2 separate regions of the Mus musculus genome follow, and region 1 is linked to region 2. Evidence: chromatin contacts called from public ChIA-PET data. All regions are on one chromosome and are shown on one strand. The core of a region is the stretch at or near the end of the contact, and the rest is flanking DNA. Distances in the headings are between cores, read along the strand shown.

Region 1 (2,700 bases), core at 191-2,690, 160 kb after region 2:
ACATAAGATCCACATCTAAACATACAGGGTAGAAATCAGACTCATCCATAGCTTGGACAGGAGCTGGTTCTGGCCTGATGCAGAAGAGGGACAAGGCAGTTTGGCAGTGCCTGGCTTCCATGTGGGACCCCAGGTTTTACAAAGCTCTCCATTGAGCCCGGGGATTTACTTGTGAATCCTTCATCCAACCCCATCCCCTTATGCATACTCAGTGTTCTGAGATGTGAAGTTTTTATCAATGCAGTTTTCCTGCTCCCAAGAAGCAGCTGAAGGTGGAGCTAGGCACCACCTGGAGCCCTGGGTGCAGCTGTGCCTTACAGCCCTGAGTCAGAACATACAAACATAGGATAGATACATAAGAGAGGACAATGACATGTAACGATTGGACTTCTTTCCTTCAGAGGTCCATCAGTCCCTCTTGTGTCATCTAGTTTCATAGCCTTCCAAGTCTTAACACACAAAGATGGATCAGATATTGACTTAAGAGACCAAAATATACATGACATCAAAGACAACTGTAACAAATGACTAGTGTCTCATAGAGGTTCCATCAGTCTGACAAGGAGAATGTAATGGACAGGAGTCTGTTTCAGAGGCATCCTTGCATAATCCCTGGAGTACCAGGCATCCTGGGGAATTCTCACTTTAGCTGTGCAACTAGACATTGGAACACTGATGACTGTGCCAGGTCCTTGGCCACTCTGATTTCTGCCTCCCAGCATCGCCTGAGTGCATCTGCAGGGTTTATGTTTATACTGGGTTTTGCTGGGAAAAAAAAAAATGAACGCAACCACTTCAGGCCAAATTTAAAGCAAACATTTATGAAATATTAAATACGGACCAAGACTACTGAGAGGAGCTTACAGGCTTGCTGTATGGAATCTTCTCAGGAGAGAGAAGACAAAAGGTCATGACTCTTGATTTCATCCACTGGCCAGCACTGAGTAAAACCAGGACTAACGATCTGGCACCAAAGGTAAAAGCAAAATCCTTGTAGTTGAGTTAGGGGTGCATTATGTGAAGGTGGCTCTCTATATACTCAATGTTGAGGGATAAACCATCAGCAAACTAAGCACTAGCCAGACAGCTGAGTGCGAGCCGGATCTTGGTATTATTTCTTTTTTTGTTGTTGTCGGGGTTTTTTTGTTTTTGTTTTTTTGTTTTGTTATGTTTTTTTGTTTTTTTCGAGACAGGGTTTCTCTGTGTAGCCCTGGCTGTCACTGGCACTCACTTTGTAGACCAGGCTGGCCTCGAACTCAGAAATCTGCCTGCCTCTTAGTATTATTTCTGTGGCCTATCAGAGGTCCTATATTTTGTAAATATTAGACCTTCTTTACTTGCTTATTGGCTGTAATAAAGAGCTGACAGCCAATAGCTGGGCAGAGAGTGGAGGGCAGAACTTCCTGGGGAGGGACTCTGGAAAAAGAAAGCAAAGGCGCCAAAGTCGCCTGGGGCCTCGGAGATGAAAGATGGACCTGAACAGGAGCAGAGACGCAGAGCTGGCCACACATGGAAGGTAATGCCAGGACAAATCGGGATGAACTAGAAAGTTGGTTGGAAATCTGCCCAGCTATAGGCTTAAGCTTTAAAATACCCGATAGCCTCTGTGTCATCATTTGTACTGCTTCTGGGTCAGAAAGTCCTGCTATATAACTGAAATCACACGGGGGGCCTCTTTAGAAGAAACTGACCAGTGCGGAAGGAACAATATCCTCAGATCATGGAGAGCAAGAGAAGGAAACACAGAAAATAACCATGAGGCCTGAGAAATGTTTTGAATGTATGTGAGATTTATCACATCCTTCCTGCAACCGCTCCTGTCACCCTCCCTGAAGGCTGTCAAGAAAGGACAAGGAGACCAGCATGTGGTTTTAGTTTCTGCCACAAGGCTCACATGAGTCCCTCTGTATCGCCTGGCTGGCCCTTCCTTCCTCCGCATCCAGGCTAACTTTAAAATCCAACCTGAAGGTTTTAAAAATCCAATTATAAGTTAGCCTATATATTAGATGGGGGGGGGGGGGAGGAAACTTCATATTAAAAGCCCTGTATAAAATGCACTCTTTACTGCATTGAGTTTGGTCAAGAGTTTTCGTGGCTGCCTGTTAGTTTGTGTTACCAAAACGAAACATTGAAACATCGGCATGGAAGTTTCTTCTAGGAGCCTGCCCCCAGTTGGTAAGTGAGGAAACATGCATGCCCCTGCCTGAATTAAGGGGGAGGGTTGGGTACAAAAGCAGGAAGTACGTAAAGATATGTGTTTGCTTCTAATTGGACCTGATGGGAAAGCCAAATGGCTTTATGGGTATACGCCTTTAGATGACTCTGCAAACTACCTCTGCCGCCATTTTCTGGGGACCCGGAGTGGTTCTGGGCAAAATCCTTCATCTTGGCTGAATGAAAAAGAGAAAGAAAGAAAGAAAACATGACTGGTCCTGGTTTTCGGCGCCATGTGTATGAGAAAAAGAAATAAAAAGAAAGGAAGAGGACTGGTCCCAGGTATAGTGGAAGAGAAAGTTTGTGGATTGAAAGGGAGGCAGAGCCACGGGGCAGAATCTTCTTGGAGCGTCCAGAATGAACATGTCCCTAGCTTTTTTAGGAGATGGAGGAGAGGGAGGGAGGAAAGAGAGGTACCAGGTGCAGCAGCCCGGGTTGGCATTTTGTCTAGGCTCTGCCCACAGTTTCTGGCAACAGCCAGGTATA
Region 2 (2,700 bases), core at 146-2,645:
CTGGCTGCCTCCTTCCTTAAGCCTGGGCACTGCACTTTGTCCTTGATGGAGAAGTCCCCAGAGTTTGCTGCAGTTCTAATCCCAGACCTTTGGAGTTGAATTCCTTCTCACTGACTTTGGAACTGAACTGGAGCTCGGAGGAGGAGCTCGGAGGAGGAGCTCGGAGGAGGAGGAGGAGGAGGAGGAGGAGGGAGGAGGGAGGAGAGTGAAGAGGGGAGAGAAAGAAGAGAAGACTTCAGGCACACAGAGCATGGGCACTGGACTTTCTCCACCCAGCAGCTGCCTCTGTCCAGATGCTGCTCCTCCCTGGCTCCCCCACTTTCCCTACCCCTGTTCTTTTCTTCCTCATGTCCCTCAAAGCCCTGGTTGTTGGCTTGCCCTGGTCTCTGGCTAGTCTTGTGACATTCCTTAGGAACGGGAGGGTACAGTTCTGAGCAAGAGGTTGTGCTTGGGATACTGGAGGAGGGTGACTCATTGGACTCCCCCTAGCAACTTCTTCTTTCACCTCCTGACAAGTACAGAAGGAAAATTTTGTCTTTCTTCATTTTTGGTCTTCTTCATTACTGATGCAAATATTCTCCTTTACGTTTTTGCATGTTTCCATCAACCCACGAGAACTCCAGAAACCTCCTGTACTTTATTTCTTAAATTAGAGATTAAGAAAGAGATTCTAAAGGTCTCTGAGTCAGTTTCCTCAGAGCTGGTCTGGTGGTGACAGGCAATGAAACAGCCCACAGGGAAGAAAGAGCCCTGTTCTGGACCCTTAGGCTGGAGGGACAGTGGAGTTCTGGACCTCTGGAAGGGCAGTCAGTGCTCTTATCCACTGAACCATCTCTCCAGCCCTATTTCTTTTCTTTTCTTATCTTTTCTTTTTTAATATTTATTTTATTGGATATTTTCTTTATTTACATTTCAAATGTTATCCCCTTTCCTGGTCCTGGCCCCGGTCCTTCCTTCCTCCCCCAACTCCCTCTCCCATCCACCCCCAACTCCCTTTCCCTTCCCTCAAGCCCCCTCTCCCACCCCACCCCCCCTCCCCAATCAGTTTCTTAAGGCTGGTTAGGGAGGTGTTACTGTAACAAAGTAGCAAAAGAGGTGTACTGCTTTAGGGTAGCCCTGGGAATCCCATAGAGAGAAGGAATCTGCTGGCAGAGAGGATCCTGCTGTGCCCATCTTAAACCCGGGACTGGAGGGACTCTAAAGGCGTTAACAAGGGCACCTGCTCTTTTGAGCAAATGGACTTTGCTGCTTGGGAATGCCTGAGGCAGATAGAAATCTGACTAGTCAACTGTGAGCTTGTGTTACAGTCTGCCCAATAGAAAAGTGGAGGCAGGGCTTTCACTTCCTGGAGGGTGACAGTTCTGGGATTTCCAGTCTTCCACCAGTCTGTGCAATGCTTTAATGCAGCAAGGAACAAAGAACTCACATGGGCTTAGAGGTGAACACACAACCAGGGCTGCAGTTAGAACTCTTCCAAGTGCCAAAGCCCACCGGCGAAGACATCTGCTGGCCAGGACTTGTTGCAGACAGAGGGTCTTTCTCAGGTGACACTAGCCTGCTTTACCAAGACTGCTGACATGGGTACTAGACTTGAGGCAACTGAGCAAAGCAACCACAGAACTCAGAGGTAAGTAACCACAGACATATAGTCTACTCAAGTCCTACCCCTAATGTCATTTCTGTCCCTCACTTCCAACCCTGGGTACAGTCTAGTTGCTCTGGGACCATGGTTAGTTTCTGTCTCTACTGGCATCTTGGCTCCTTAGAGCCTTGGTAGCCCATTTTAACAAAGTGTTAACAAACCGGCTGTGAAGGGATTAGGCACCTGGTGAGCTGTCTGGGAGGGCAAATGCCTGTGTCTTCTTGGTTCAGGGGAGGACCAGGGAGAGAGCTTAGGTTCTGCTTGGCCTGAGCCTGAACTATTGAGGCAGACGGTGGGAGGATGAAAATGCAAGCCAGGCGTTGGGTACTTTTGGCAGGTCTGTGCCATGGTGTATCCCTGAGAAAATATGTCATGCAACAGATCTCGTGTAAGAGGTTTATTTGGGAGAGGAGAGTGAAAGGTGCCTCAGAGTTGAAACAGTAAGGAGGGAAAAGGGCAGACAGGCAGAGAGAGACATGGAAACACACAGGAGGTAAGGTTGAGAGAAATGAGAGCAGAGGAGGAGAAGGGGAGAGGAAGGGGGAGAGATATCTGTGGTGTGTGGGGCCCTTTTATCCACACACAGCAGGCACCTGGCACAGTTAGCAGGGGCAGGAGAAGAAATAAGCAGCCTCTAGTCCCTAGGAAATCAGGCTCCTGCTGGTCATCAGAGCATCTTGAGGGTTCCCCACTGGATCCTGTGGGAGGATAAGTAAATGTGTCTGAGCGACAGGAAGAAGGGGAACTGTATTCAAGATGAGAAACGAGATAGGTGCACTAGAGCCCTGAAAAGCTTATAATGTTCTCTTCCACCAACTGCCAAGCACTTTCAGAGGTGTGCAAAGAATTCTCCATCTCTTCTTTTCCTCCAAGAGGCAGCTACTACTGCTCCTGCCTCTGTGTTTGCCTGCCAATCTGCAGTGCCTGCATCTGGATGCCATGCTCTTTCCCTCTGAGGACAGCTAACAAGACACTTTAAATTCCAGACCAAAGTCTCTGAGAACTTTCTCTAGTCGACACTAGCATTTTGGGGGTTGGGGGGGTTGGGGGTTGGGGGG

What was found. ChIA-PET counts read pairs in DNA pulled down with a chosen protein or histone mark.
Region 1: an RNA polymerase II ChIA-PET map of memory CD8 T cells shows a contact between it and region 2, with 182 read pairs. The contact joins the promoter of AI662270 here to the promoter of Slfn2 in region 2. A contact is called at or near these places in 13 of 39 promoter capture datasets (the 3T3-L1 cell line, the C10 cell line, the HPC-7 cell line and 8 more), 1 of 15 datasets of contacts at CTCF or cohesin (the NIH/3T3 cell line), 1 of 484 Hi-C or Micro-C datasets (B cells), 10 of 115 datasets of contacts at active chromatin or transcription factors (the 230-238 cell line, the HPC-7 cell line, acute myeloid leukemia and 7 more) and 3 of 9 other capture datasets (adipose tissue, embryonic stem cells and liver).

Annotation. Positions count from the first base shown.
Region 1 is chr11:83,222,136-83,224,835 of GRCm38.p6, forward strand. It overlaps AI662270 (expressed sequence AI662270), which reads left to right and starts at 1,441. Exons shown (of 4, transcript NR_015519.1): 1 at 1,441-1,516; 2 at 2,075-2,175; 3 at 2,317-2,496.
Region 2 is chr11:83,063,717-83,066,416 of GRCm38.p6, forward strand. Slfn2 (schlafen 2) reads left to right here and starts at 1,396. Exons shown (of 2, transcript NM_011408.1): 1 at 1,396-1,627. The coding sequence starts at 1,578. It overlaps Gm20234 (a long non-coding RNA gene), which reads right to left. Exons shown (of 2, transcript XR_388923.4): 2 at 2,025-2,340.